2 separate regions of the Sus scrofa genome follow, and region 2 is linked to region 1. A link is a contact called in public Hi-C data. All regions are on one chromosome and are shown on one strand. The core of a region is the stretch at or near the end of the contact, and the rest is flanking DNA. Distances in the headings are between cores, read along the strand shown.

The links. Hi-C and Micro-C count contacts between places; a contact is called where the count stands out from the background.
Region 2: a contact with region 1 is called in a Hi-C map of liver, with 4 times the contacts expected there. The contact joins two enhancer-like sites. A contact is called at or near these places in 2 of 47 Hi-C or Micro-C datasets (epiblast stem cells and liver).

The regions. Positions count from the first base shown.
Region 1 is chr1:79,495,445-79,503,238 of Sscrofa11.1, reverse strand. No RefSeq gene overlaps it. Among named protein-coding and RNA genes, the nearest start is that of MARCKS, 290 kb to the left of the region's middle. Within about 2 kb of position 4,373, at least 53 of the 83 cell types and tissues checked have an H3K27ac peak or open chromatin away from gene starts, as enhancers often do. A contact at or near this core is called in liver, where this site is marked.
Region 2 is chr1:79,628,655-79,636,448 of Sscrofa11.1, reverse strand. No RefSeq gene overlaps it. Among named protein-coding and RNA genes, the nearest start is that of MARCKS, 160 kb to the left of the region's middle. Within about 2 kb of position 3,563, at least 17 of the 83 cell types and tissues checked have an H3K27ac peak or open chromatin away from gene starts, as enhancers often do. A contact at or near this core is called in liver, where this site is marked.

The DNA of each region.
Region 1 (7,794 bases), core at 3,124-5,623:
ATACTAAATGGAAGAAACTATGTCAGAGATTGTCAAAGTAGCTCTCTGGACCAGCAGCATTAGCATCACCTGGGAACTTAACCAAAAATGTAGAAAGTAGCCCCACCCTAAACCTTCTGAATCCTACACTCTAAGGTGGAGCTTAGAAATCTGTGCTTTAACAAGCCATCAGGTGATTTTGATATGTGCTAATATTTAAGAACCATGAAACTATGTGTCTTTAGCATAAACTAGATATATCCTCACTGTCATTGAGAATTGAATTCTATTTATAAAGTACAAATTTGTATTTATTAAATTAAATACAATTCATATTTATTAAATATACCTGCCAAGTGACAGGGAAAACACAGCAGAAGTACAATCTTTCCACTTTATAAATTTGAATGTTGGCATCATTATGTGCCCATAGTACTGTCTTATATGCTATCCTTTCATTCTTCTACTTGAAGAAAATCCTTAATGGTAGTATGAAATTACACTTTTGTCTTATCAAGGAAGGAGGTAAGATTTTGAAGAAATACAAACATTTGGCACATATATAATCACAAATGTAAGGCAATAAGTGAAATAAAAACCTAAATTTATGAGGAGATATTTAGCTAATTGGAAAAATAAAGAAAAAGAAAAAGAACTAAGGAAATCAAGCTTTGGCTACCATATAGTATTTTGAGGAGTTTTAGGGTAGTGGAACAAACATGGAAATGCTGGTCTTTTAATTAGGACCAAGTGTGGTGCTCAAAGTGTAAAACCAGGACTAGAAGTTCCACTGTTAAAACTTGCTTGCATTGAGTATGTTTGCTCCCTTAATGTAGGATTATAGGAGAGCAAATACTTTTATGTGTTTTGAAACTTTTTTTTTTTCAAGTGAGAAGTAAATGAAAGTGATAGCAAATACCATTAAAAAAAAAACCATTGGTTCCCTATCTGAAAAAGTGGATTTCAATAAGATGATGGAAAGTTTTAAACATTCTTGACAGCTAGTATTCTGAAATTGCCTCATTTGCTTTTTTGTAATGTTCAACTTGAAAGTATAAAATTTTAAGCATCACCAACTAATTTGAACCAATTCAATTCATAAGAAGTACTAGATATGACAAAACTCTGTTACAAAACCTAAGCAACTATCAGACCTAATGGAGGTATTCCAGGTCCAGCCCATTTATAGTTGGGGAGAGGATAAGGATGTTCATCTTCAGTCCTGCTGGCAAAACTTTATGGTAGCTTCTGGCCAAATAAGGAAAAGAAAGAATGAGTAAGTACTACAGAAGGGAGACAAAAAATGGACTTATTTACACATATCAGAAAATTCAAGAGAATCAATACATTATTAACCTAATAAAAAGACAAGACTTGAATAAATGGAAAGATATACTTAATATCTTTAAGTATATAGTGACAGAAAATACCATTAAAAATATATATCACAAAATATATATTACAAAATTTCATAACAATCTATAAATTATCTCTAATTAGATCAAAATCCCAGGAGGATTTTTGAGTAGCTTTAAAAATTGATTTTAAAATATGTGTAGAAAGATAAAGTTCCCTGCATATTTATTTATTTAGTCTTTTAGGCCCAGATCCACAGCATATGGAGGGTCCCAGGCTAGGGGTCCAACTGAAACTGCAGTCACTGGCCTACGCCACAGCCATAACAATGCAGGATCCGAGATGCTTCTGGGACCTATACCACAGCTCATTGAAACGCCAGATCCTTAACACACTGAGCGAGGCCAGGGATTGAACCTGTATCCTCATGCATGCTAGTCAGGTTCGCTAACTGCTGAGCAACTACGGGAACTCCTTTTTTTTTTCATATTTAAAATAATTATTAAAATGAAGCCAAGGAAGGACTTGTCTAAGCAAAATTTAAGGCATATTGCAAAACTATTGTTAAACATGTACTAAAATAACTTTAAAAAAAACTCGGAGAAATGTAGTGCTAGCATAGGAAAATATAAGTAGATAATGAAATGGAATAGAGTCCAGAAAGAGGAGGAAAAAAAATATGTAAATTAGCAAGGAAGAGAAAGATGCTTTAGTATAAGCAATAGAAAAATTAGGTCATGACATGAAGAAAAATTCAAAATTCATCCTTCATACTGTGAGAAGAAAAGAAGTGAAATGAAAAGAAAATAATCTGCTTTAAGTGGATTAATGGCCTAAATTTGAAAGGCAAAAACCTAATGCTTTTATTAAAGAAAATATAGGAATTTAACTTCATGACCTCATTTAGAGGAAACCCCAACCATAGCCCAGAGCACAAGTGAGGAGAGGAAATGTTGATATATTTGGCAATATCTAAATACAAACATTCTTTTTAACAAAAGGTTCCATAAGCAAAGTTAGCCAGCAGATATAGGTTAGAAGAAATTTATAACATGAAAGTCAACAAATGATAATTATATTACATCCATCTCACATGCACACACATGCACACACACTGCATGTATTATTTCCTAAAAATAAGCAAGTCTTTTTACCTAATACCACACGAATGAAACATGAATAGGAGTTCATGAAAGCATGGGGATGGAGATCAAATAGTTAATAGCATATACTTACTAATTTAAACAATCATGAGTTATCCTTATCAGGCTGACAAAAATTAGAAAGCCTCATAATATTGACTACTGGTGGAAGTAAGATGGTGTAGTCACTTCAGGCAGTAATTTCCTACTATTATAGTAAAATTAAATATTCACGTAACTGTGATCCAACAATCCTACCCCTGGTGTATGCCCCAGAGAAATCTCCCCATAATCATAGGAAAATCTGTTTATTAGTGTTATATTAGCAAAAGAACGGGAGGCAACTGCAAGTGTTTTATCACCAGAGGAATATGGAAGTTTCACGTGAAAATGCAAACCATGAAACCTAGGTTTACCAAAGCTATTGGGGTCTTCGAGGATGCCCCTGATAAGGAATGAGCCTCTTCCTTTCTTGGATTCTGAACAATTGGAGTAATAAAAGGAAGAACAGATGCAAATCTAAATAATGCTTTTATTGCCGGATAGTGTAGCATTAGAAAATACAGTTTAATGGAGAAGAAAAGGGGCCCAACTGAGAGAAAACCAGAGCAGAAGACAAATTGGACTCCCTGCAGGCAGCCAGGACTGCTGAGGAGGCAGGCAGAACAGAGCAGAGCATGCCAGCCGTTCTCAAACTTATCACCAGGAAAAGTCACTTTACTAGTCATTTTCCTAGTCAGGACAGAATGGGGCTTTTTATGGGAAATTGACATCCTTTGTGAGGAAGATTAGCAATAGAGATAGATCTAAAAGCATAATACTGGTGAATAAGTCAGGAATGATACAATTTATAGTTCAATATATATAATTTTTTAAAAGTACGTAAGTACAAAACAGCGAATTTTTTTAAGGATGTTCTTCTAAGGAAATATATGGAAGGTAGATTAGAAAGTGGAGAGTACATGTTCTTTGTGGAAGTCTATGTCTATAGGGGATTATTACTAAAGGTTTAAAATATAGTAAAAGAGGACTTTTGCACGGATAGAGGACGATAGTCTCCTCTGAATTTAGGCATATTAATAACTCACTCCCATACTTCTGGGATGAAAAAGACAACATGAGGGATGCAGAAATGATGTGGAACTTTATTATTATGCTTTCATTTGTATTTATATATATGACCAAAAAAATTTCAACAATGATAATTAGAAAAGTTATTGAATGACTGCAGTGGTTCCAGGACGCAAATGATGGACAAAATTTTGAGATTTTTCTAGAGCTTAGAATCTTTGATTGACAGCATTCATTTATTTATACATAAAACTTTTACATTTAGGGAGAGATCTTGGTTAGTCAGAAGTTAGGATGTTGTGAGAGAGGAGGGAAAGCAAGCAAGAAATCATTTCGATGTTCTAGGCATCCTTTACACTTCCTGGGTTTTTCATTTCCGGGGTGTGCTTTCCGCTATTCCTTCTCTCACTTAGGGATACAGACGTGTTGCTAACTTACTCTATCTTCTTCCCAGAATCGGAGGGGATAAATAGAACCGATTTTGGTATTTCTGTTTCATCAACATCGGATGAGAAATCCGCTAGCAAACTGCCTTGATGCAGCCAGGCGGGGGCCCGGCCAGGAAGGAGGGAGATTGCCGGCCGGCCGGGGTAGAGCTCCCTGGCTCAGGGATCCTCGAGACTGAATGCCATCTTGAGGCAACTCCTGTTTGGGGCTGCACGCACAGCGCAGGACTGCTAAGCGGCATCGACTCCGGGACTTTCCAAGTCCCCCTGAGCCCCACAGGAGACAGATGGTATTTCTGCGTCTGTGTGCAGGGGGTGGGGGAGTGGCGGTAACAATAAGCAGCAGTAGCCACTTGACAGGCTCCCTGCTGCCAAGAATTTGCATGACGAGCGCTTGCTGCCATCTGGAGAACTTCAGCTCCTCCGGGGGAGAATCAGCATCTCAGCCTCACTGGTCCCCTTGGCCCCAGTCTCGGCTGAGAATCTCTCTCCCCAGGGGAGGAAGAGAGCAAAAGGCAAATCCATCAGATGAACCTGGCCTGGGGGAGAGGGGCTGCCTGGATGAGCTGGACAAGCTAGTCTAGTGCAGAGGGCGTGTGGCCGGGTCTGGCACTTCAGGGTGGGTTAGGTCAGCAGAGTCCATAACCTTTTGAACATGGGTTTGTTTATATGCCAGTAGTTGGTGGAGGAACTGTGGAACTGCAAGGGAGAAAACTCAAACAAGAACCCCCTTTCCCATGACCTCTAGCCTGGAGTTCAGTGAAGCAAAAGACTGACCATACACCCCAGGGATCCCAGTCACAGGCAGCCTAGTGGTGTATGATAAACACATGTGTGGGCCATTTAATTAAACACATAACAGGTTTCCAGCTGCTAAGATTTTGCTTGTTTACAGAAAAATGTATTTTTCAAAGTGTGAAAAAGAAATCCTGCTTAATATTAGTTTTACTTGTAACATACGTTCCTGCCTTCCTTGTTAATTATTTGTGAACCTTATGGCTATGACATTTTTTTTTCTCCAAAATGTTTTATCTAAAATAAACTTTTTTCTCTAAAAAGTATTTTTTTCTCCAGAATTTCTGTAATTAATATTTAAAATTTACTAGGATCAAATGGTATCTTAAATGAAACATTTAACTGGAAGATTAATATAGCCTGAAAGTCCTATGTTTAATACACAAAACCGCATGGTTTTATGTCTTCCTAGAATTTCCAGGCTCAACACTAAGGGGATTCTTTGTTGGAAAAAAGACAGGGACTCATATATATTAATTATGGAATATTCAGAAAAGTGGGAGCAATACCACATTTACCATTGATGCTTGGTGAGATTGTCAAAGTGGATATTGTGTTAGGTTTGTCCTTAGTACTCTAGCACCTAGCACACTTCCCACCACAGAGAAGGGTCTGTGTTTCTTTCAGCTTTGGGAGTTACAAGGAACAAGTTACAAATTAATGGTAAAGTTCATCTCAAAAGGGAGATTTACTGGAAAGGTGCTGGGCAGTCAAACGGACTCTACATGGTGAACAGCCAAGCCTAGAAAGGCAGGACCAGCTCCCGGACTGTAGGAGATGTGTACTTCCTTGCTGATAATTATACCCACATTCTGATGACCTCCAGCCTCTGTATCTTTTATTTTTTTTAATTTTTAAAAACTGTGGTTGATCTACAACACTGTGCCAATTTCTGTTGTACAGCAAAGTGACCCAGTCACACATCCATTCTTTTTCTCGTATTATCTTCCATCATGTTCTATCTCAAGAAATTGGATATAGTCCCCTGTGCCAGCCTTTGTATCTAAATTTCAAATTCTCTGAAGCTATATTTTGATGGGTCTAGCTTTGGTCTGTGTCAGGTGATGGCTCTGGATCAATCAGAGAGGGAAGGAAGGTGGCAGGTACGAATAGTACAGGAACTCAGTGGGAGTCTGGGAGTCAAACAGCAGAATTGGGGGTGAGGTATTCAGGTGGAATGCTCATTGCAGAGAACTTAAGCTCCACACTCTGTATGCCAAAACTTAAATTTTATTTTTTAGGGCCTGGCTGTGGCATATAGAAGTTCCAAGGCTAGGAGTTGAATCAGAGTTGCAGTAGCCAGCCTACACCACAGCAATACCAGACCCAAACGACATCTGCGACCTATGCTGGACCTTGTGGCAATGCAGGATCCTTAACCCACTGAGCAAGGCCAAGGATAGAACCCATATCATGGATACTAGTTAGGTTCTTAACTCTCTGAGCCACAATAGGAACTGCTTAAATTTTAAATTATTTAAAACTTTTAAATATTAATTCCCCAGTCTTATTTGATGGGATTATTGCAGTATTTAATGTTTCACTGATTCAGAAAAATAATAATGCATGTTAATTATTATATAGCATTGTAACGTCATGATTCTCAGTAACTGCTGAGGGATAGGAGAGGCAGGCCCAGGACTGGGGAGAAGGAGGCACCTAGGATGTAAGATTTAAGGAGATACTTGGGTCGACATGAGAGTAAGTTTAGAGTGAGTATTTCCTTATATGTTACATCCTAGTTGCCTCAATTGCTGTGTCCTAGGCTGTGCCCTGGTCACAGGTAAATTCATCCTTAAACAAAATGGCTTTATATTATTCGCCTGGGGAGTTTTGTCAGCTGTTGCTTCTGAAGAAACCATTTTCTATAGTGTTCTCAAGACAGTAATTCTCATTTCCTCACCTATTCTAACTTTTCTAATTTTCTTTTGTTTGCTATAACTATGGTGTCAAAATAGCCCTTTATCTCTAGCCCATCACCAATCAAGGGCAATCCTGATTTTAATAATTCCATCCTATTTTTCCATTGCCATGCACCACCATGAATGGCAATGGAGTATGTACACATGTATGTGAGGATTCAAACCAGTTTGAGACTTTTCTAAATGGGTCATTTTGAAGTAATACTCAATAAGTAATCGTTATGTGCAAATGTATTCAGATAAACACATTAGAGCATGTGTCCTGATTCTGAGATTTGAAAATTCAGCAATAATAACCTTAAGGTAGGGAGAATGAAAGATTTAAAGGAGAAAGCAGACAACTGCAATAATAAAAGACTACACTTTAAATAGAGCTCTAAGACAATATAGTTTTTGTGTGAGTCCTTGGGGGTGATTATAGTTCTGGCCTGTGGAGAAATAGTTCATGACATCCGTGACAGATTGTAAACTTTTTTCTTGGCTCTGCGTGACCACTGAGAGCCTAATTCTGAGTTTAAGAGGTGATTCCCAGACAAAGGTGATATGATGGTGATGTAGTTAACAGAACATCATTAACCTGGAGGGGAAACCAAGCCTTGGATTTTTTCCTGGCTCTATTGTAACTTGCTAGGTGACTTGGACAAATTTCTTAGTCTCTATGACATGCCATTTTCTGGTCTATAATTGAATGTTGAACTCCCCTTGGGTTATAATATTTTCTATTCTCGTATCAAAACCAGTTGACTCTTTTAATATGAAACTTGAAAAACATTTCTACTGTTCCAGGTGATCTACATACAGCAGTGAAATCATTAATTTTAAGGGTTTTCTTTTGTGGGGTCCACTTGATAATCATCATAAGAACAAAATGCTGTGCCTCTGTGGCCTGTGATTATAGCTGAGTCATTCCAGGAGCATGGCAGTTTTTGTCTTTTCCTGTCTCTGTACTCTATCTGTTCAACTTTAGGAAAATTGTATTTAAAAAAAAATTACCAATGGGTACTTTGCCTCTAAAACATTAGGCAACAAACCAGCTCAATCTGAGGGCAAAATTAAAATGTCCACATGTGCTGGAATTATAGA
Region 2 (7,794 bases), core at 2,314-4,813, 130 kb before region 1:
GGTGTAAGCTAGCAGCTGTAGCTCTGATTTGATCCCTAGCCTGGGAATCTCCAAATGCTGTGAGTTCCGCCCTAAAAAGACAAAAAAAAAAAAAAAAAAAAAAAAAAAAAAAAAGAGAGAGAGAAAAGAACTAAATGAAATCATGTCACCAAAGTAGAGCTGCTTGTAAATTCTAACAGTAAAGCTTTTAGATATTTTTTTTTTCCACTAAAGGGCAAGCATGTTGTCTCCATCATATTTTCATCCTCAGCACTGAGCAATGAGCAGGCATATAGTGGGCCCATAGAAATGTGTGTTGAAGGAGTTATTGATGTTTTCACAGGTGCCCGCTTCATGTCAGGGCTTCCTTATCCATCTGTGAACTCCTCTGTGACCCATGCTGAACATATCAGGATGTTCTCACAAATCCTGACACTGTTCCTGGCATAACAGCAGTTATCTCCTGAGGATTCTGGAATGAAAGCATGGGGCCATGCTAGCAGCAAGCTGTGCTTCTGAGAGAAGCAAAATCTACTGTCTCATGTATAGTTGGCCAGTTATTGTAGCTACATCATTGAGCGGAGAGGTCTTTAAACACCTTTAATGACATGGAACCCTAGACAAGCATTCATAATGAACGAATCATGCATTACATTGGGAATAATAAATAATCCCAAAGTGATCACAGATGTTCTATCATAAGTACTTCAATAAACTTTATAAAACTATTTCCAGAATTAAAGCAGATCCTCCAATGGCAGTAATTAGAACCTATAATAGGACCAAACAAAGAATTGGAAGAGATCATTTACTGTGGATAAACACGCTAGCTATATTTGCCCAGCTGCATTTTCTATCTCTTTGTAAAAGACATGTGAGTCAGGGTCATAGCTATGTACTTAAAGCAGACCCTGTACAGCTTATCTAGTCATTTTCTTTTCTGTATTGGCCTCAAGTCCAGAGCAGTGGACTAGAGTTATGGATTCTAATTCTTATTCTGCTTTTAATGTGTAAAATGGATAAAAGGAAGTTAATTAATACCTATGTGCTTAATTTCCTAAACTCTAAAATGAATATTACAATACATTTGCCTTATCTACCTGTCAGAGTGGCTATGAGGGTTAAATGAGGGAATATAAGAATGTGCTAGAAAATAAACATAAAAATCACTTTACCCAGATATTTTGTAGTGACTCTGGATATAGCAATTGCCAGTTACAAGCCTGTATGGTTTCTTTCTTTTTTCTTTTTCATTTTTTTGTATTTTTAGGGCAGCACCCATGGCATACAGAGGTTCCTAGGTCAGGGGTAGAATCGGAGCTCCAGTCCCCGGCCTACCCACAGCCACAGCAACACTGAATCTGAGTTGTGTCTACAACCTACACCACAACCCACAGCAATGCTGGATCTTTAACCCACTGAGTGAGGCTAGGGATTGAACCCACATCCTCATGAATACTAGTCAGATTTGTCTCTGCTGAGCCACTGGCAAGAACTTCCTATATGATTTCTTTCATAATCTTCAGTGAGGAAGATTCTATCATGAAAATCACCTTTTCAGGGGATGGTTCACACTTGAAAAAGTTGGAGCTTTGGCTATTGAAAACCATAGTAATGGGAGTTCTCATTGTGACTCAGTGGTTAAGGAACTCCATTAGGATCCATGAGGATGCAGATTTGACTCCTGGCCTCTCTCAGTGGGTTAAGGATCTGGTGTTGCCATAAGCGGTGGTGTAGGTCCCAGACTCAGCTCAGATCTGGTGTTGCTGAGGCTGTGGTGTAGGCTTGCGGCTATAGCTCCAATTTGACCCTTATCCTCCATATACTGGGAACCTCCATATACCTGGAGTGTGGCCCTAAAAAGATGAAAGATAAAAAGATAGTAATAATGTTTGTTTAATTTTTTAAGAAACCCTTATTTAAAGTTATCAATCTCTGAACAAAGAAAGTGTATGTCTTGTTCCTTACCTTATCTTCATCTTCTACTATAAGGCTGGGCATATAGCCTATGCCTAATCAATATTTACTAAATAAATGAATTCAATTAGAGTATATTATCGAGTGATTTTTTTCCCCCCAAAGGAGTATTATTAAGCACACTATCCGTTTCTTTCAAAAATTAACAATTAACTTGGGAAGAAAAATGTTTGGAGTAGATGTGATCAGTCATCAGATAAATACTCGAATCATTAGGTCAAGAACCATATGCATGGACTGCTAATTTGATGATTATTGTCTGAGCTCAGCCTCTGTGACCGGCAGGTCAAGAAGACCTGGAGCTAAAACCTGGCGACATCAGATGACACAGTGGCTCATAGTGGGATTTTTCTGGGGACACATGAGCTCAAAAAAGCTACCAGTTTTTCTCTTTTGTTTTTCCTTGTTAGTAGAATGATACTTTTACAAAGACTTAAGAAATGTATTTGTACATTAAATGGATTCTTGATGTTTGTCTTCATTTATTCAATAAATATTCCAGTGCTTCTTATTAATCAGGAGTTGGGCTATACATTCAAGATTAAAGGTGACTAAGTAAAACCTTCTTCCTGCCCTTGTGGGTATTATTGTAAACTGATGATACAGACAAATGAACAAGCAAGTATGACCTTTGTGATAAGGACCCTGGGAACACATGATCGGATCACCTTAGAGATTAGGATAGGAGAGAAGGTTGAGATGGTTTTCTAGAAGAAATGCTGTCTGAACAGAAAATGGAGAAAAAAAGGTTGCCACGTGGCATGAAAAGTGAACAAACAGTAGAGCTGGTCCAAGGAGTTCGGGGGAGGTGAGTCAGAAAGAAACTTTCCTATAGAAGTCACCTGGGACAGATTGCCCATGGTCTTGAAAGCAACGTTAGAGTTTGGATTTCATCCTAAGACCAATGTCAGGCTCTTGAAGGAGTTTAAGCAGAAGAGTGATCAGATCAAATTAGCTCTTTAAAGATTCTCCTGGCAGGAGTGTAGATAATGGTTGGGAGGGTGAGACTAAAGAGAAGGCTGTTACAGTCATCCAGGAAGAGAGTATTATGGCTAGAACTTGGTTACTGGCAATGTTGATGGAGAGAATCTGAGAGATGAGATGTCAAGGGGTTGAATTTAACAATTCCTACAATTACAGGGATCATGACTGTGGATCTGAATATAGTGCAAGAGGGACTCTCGTACTAGGGTTTATGAGGCCACGAAAACTCACAAAGAGCAAGCTGTGTGAACTTGGAGGACAGCCCCTCTGTGAGGCCAGCTTCAGGAATGTACAACCTGGGCTGTCACACAGAGCCCTGTCTCAGAGAGGTGATACACTTGTTAGCAGTTTCCTGCTCCATTGTTGCCATTTTGAAATTCATCATAGTTTTGGAACTGGGCCTCACAACTTATAGAGCTGGTTTGGACACTGCCACTGTGGTTAAAATATAGTAGGTGTTCATAAAAATCAGTTGAATGAAGATTCCTTCTTCTGTTTGTAATAAACACCAGCAGTCAGCTTAGGAGTCACGAGGCAAGCAGGAAGTAGCAAACTCTGCAAGGCAAACAGCTCCTCCACATTGGCCAGGGCTCCTGTGTCCTGCTATGCGAGGGTAGAGAGGACTGGAAAGTGTGTGCTGGCAGTGAAAGCCGAGCAGTCACGCCTCAGGGACTTGTAAATTGGGTCTGCCTGTCCAGTCAGCTGATTCGGCTTCTTAGGTTGTCTTTTCAATTACTTCTGGAAACCATTCTTTTTTAAATACTTATTTAGATTATCCAGCAGCTGTTTCTTTTCCCTACTGTTTTGACTTCTAGTTTTGTTTATAGGTTATTCAGATCATCTCTGAATCCTGGATTTTTCTTTGTCTTCTTTTCCATGCTGAGCATCATTTCTCTGTGTTCTATTGTCATGCTTTATAATTATTTTTAGAGCAAGAATACTGACTGCTTCAATTGCTGAGAGCAAATTATATACTGTATATATCCTGTAAGTCTGTTGTTAGATTTAGGTATTATGGAGTTATTTTATTCTTTACTCTTTCTTCATGTTAACTCTTGAGTTTTTCTCTTCTATATATTTTCTTGCAACCATCTCATAGCCTTTGTTGACATGTGTTCATCTGAAGAATCTTATTCCTTCCAGGCCCTTGTACTTCAAATATTGCTGAAATCCAGTCACTGGTTAAACATGGTGTCTTGGTGTGTTCCAGCTACTATCACAGAAATACCATAGACTAGGTGGATAATAAACTAAAGAAATTTATTTCTCATAGTTCTGGAGGCTGGGAAGTCCAAGATCAAGGTGCCTACAGATCTGATGTCTGATTTCAGCTTTCTGGTTCTGATTCTCACTGTGTCTTCATGTGACGGAAATGGACAAGCAAATTTTGTAAGGGTACTAATTCCATTCATGAAGGCAGAGCCCTCATGACCAAATCACCTCTCAAAAGCCCCACTTTTTCCTGTGATCACATATTGGGGGGTTAGGACTCTAACATATGAATCCGAGGTGGATGCAGACATTCAATCCACTTGGCAACCTAAGAAGCTAAATAATGCCTTTGCCTCACTTTCAGAACGTGGTTGGCATAGACCCAAAATGGAAAAGCAAGGACTTAGGAGTCACTGAAATCTTAGTTTGAATTCTAGTTCTGCCAGAATAAGCTGTGTTGATTTGGGCAGGTTACTTAATTTATTGGACCCTCAGTCTCTTTATCTGCAGAAGATAATAATGCCTATCATGCATGGCAACCTAGAAGAATAATTAATGTGTTAAAAAACTCCAGGATTCACTCGGAACTCAACAATGGCAGCTACTTCGGAAAATATATTCTGCATTTTCTTTTTAAAGCTTATATAACTCAAGAAAGACATGAAATATTATGTAAGAGGTAAGACAGAAGATTCTATTTCTTTTTATCTACTTAGTTATCTGTCTGTCTAGACATCTATCTAACTATCTATCTATCTATCTATCTATCTCATCTCTAAGGCTTACCTGGTGTGTTTTTTCTTCTTTCATAAGGCAAGGGGACCCAACTTCAAGTTTTTAGTTTGAGAATTTTCAAATCTACATAAAAGTTGAAATACTAGGAGTTCCTATTGTGGCGCAGCAGAAATGAATCTGACTAGGAACCATGAGATTGCAGGTTTGATCCCTGGCCTCGCTCAGTGGGTTAAGGATCTGGCATTGCCATGAGCTGTGGTGTAGGTCACAGAGCAGCTAGGATCTTATATTGCTGTGGCTGTTGTATAGGCTGGCAGCTGTAGCTCTGATTTGGCCCCTAGCCTGGGAACCTCCATATGCCACGAGTATGGCCCTGAAAAGCAAAAAAAAAAAAAAAAAAAAAAAAATTGAAATACTAGTTGTACAATAAACTTTTTTTCTAGGTTCATCAATTTTTCACATTAATCATTATTAATAATTACTAATCATGTCTATTGTATATACGTACTTTTTTGTTGAACCATCTGAAACTGTGTCGAAGACATCATAACTCTTCACCCTTAAATACTTTAGCATAAGGGCATTTTCCTGCGTAATCCAACTATATTACCTGTAGGAAATTTAATTATAAAAAGTCTATTATTTTTGTTCATTCCCATCCCTCTAGAAAAAGCAAGCCATTAAGAATTCTTGTCGGCAGAGTTCCCGTTGTTTTCTCAGTGGAAATGAATCTGACTAACATGCATGAGACCGCAGGTTCAATCCCTGGCCTTGCTCAGTGGGTTAAGGATCCAGTGTTGCCGTAAACTGTGGTGTAGGTGGCAGACTCAGCTGGGATCTGGTGTTAATGTGGCTGTGGTGTAGACCAGCAGCTATAGCTCTGATTTGACCCCTAGCCTGGAACCTCAATATGCCTTGGGTGTGGACTGAAAAAGACAAAAACATAAAAAAAAAAAATAAATTTTTATAAAAGAATTCTTATCGGCCCTGGTTTTAGCAGAGAAGAGGTTCTCTGATAGGGCAGCTTGGTTCTTGGAAGTCAGACCTCATGGCCAACTGTCAACAGTATGAACAAGCAGAGACCCAATTCCTAACGTATTAGCTCTCTAGCTCTTCTACTGAAGGCTGTGCTTATTCAGACATTTTTTTGTCCTTCCTCAGTGTCTCTTTCTTATCACACTCACTTGTACCTTCTTCTTCCATTCCTGATTCTAACACTTTTCCTATTCCACCTGTGGGAATTCTACCACAGCCTCAGGTTTCACCTTGTCTGCACACTTCCCTGAAGATATCAGCTCACACCTGTCAGCCTTCTCTGAATTGTTGCTGTACCCCTTGCCCACATCAGTTTATTGAACACTGTCTTACATTGGAGTTCTCCAATTGTTTTGTTCTTTTTATGAAACAACATTTAGGCTCCATATGGGCAAGGTCTTTGAGAACATAATAGGAGCTTGACAAATATGCATTAATTGATGGGCTTTATTTATAGTTGTGTATGTCTTTGAGTAACAATGGCATTGAACTGACTCAGTGCCCTTTACTCAAGAGTACCCAGCTTTGTCAACAAAAAATGTTTTTGCAACTAGCATACTTCCCATCAATTACTCTCACCGTTGCTTTGTATTAGTGGTTTGTCTTTGTCAAAGGGTACAGATTCATTATTTAAGGCAAGATCAGTAGAGGCATCTCCATTTAGGCTGAGGTTTCAAAGCCAGCTGGATCCCAGGTAGCAGAACATCAATCAAACTGCTCTGTGGCCAGAGTGATTCAGATGTTTGAGGTAATTGACATAATTGCAGTGTCACACGGTTTGCTTCGTTATTTAAACTGTATTATCATTTGATTGGTAGAAAAAGCAGTTGTGTACTCCTCCAACCACTTTCTTTCTGGAATCCATATAATTTAAAGTCTCAATTGATATTTTAATTGATTCAATTGTGCTGTATTGGATTTGTTAACAGGCACGATAAGCTTCCTAAAATTGTAGATTTTAATTAATCATTTCTTAAAACTTTTAATAGGGTTTATTTCCTCTTTTATGGAACTGGGATCATTTTAGATTATTTTTATTTTTTTCTAAAATGCCAAGTAAACTTTCATTCTTCAAACAAGACAATCTGTTTAGTCATAAAAATGACTCCATTTTGGCTATGTAATTTTGGTTTAAGTAAGAGCAGGAGGTTCTCTTTAACTTAGTGTATTTTTAAGTGTGCTTTTGACCAGAGCTTATTGTTATTCTCCAAGTTCTGGTGCTCGTTTGATTGATGTGTTTCCAGAATCCACAAATAAATCAGTTTCTAGGAATCGCGTCTGCTCCTCTTAGCAGTTTTCAAGAGTACTTGTTCTGGTCTCCACATCCCAGTGCTGTGGCAGGTGGGAGTTTGGGTCCCCAGGTGACTGCCCTGGGGCCAGAACTCCTAGTGAACACCTCCCCCTAGTCTTGTGTTCTGAATTGAGGAAGTCTGCTCTGTTCCGCACACATGCACTTGAGGGCTAAACATACACATTACATTTTAGCTTTTCCATACATCCACCTAAATTCAAATTCCACTGAATTTAGGGAAGCAAAGCAAAACAAATACTATGTTTCGAAACTAGTATAATTCCTTAATTTGTCTTCCGTGACAATCACAATAATCAGTTTGACTGAAATGTTCACGGTTCAACCAGTTTGTTTTTTTTTTTTTTTTTTTTTTGTCTTTTTAGGGCTGAACCTGCCCTAAAACAGGCATATGAAAGTTCCCAGGCTAGAGGTTGAATCGAAGCTGTAGCTACTAGCCTATGCCACAGCCGCAGCAACGAGGGGTCTGAGCCGTGTCTGCGCCCTCCACCTCAGCTCATGGCAACGCTGGCTCCTTAACCTACTGAGCAAGGCCTCATGGATACTAGTTGGGTTTGATGCCG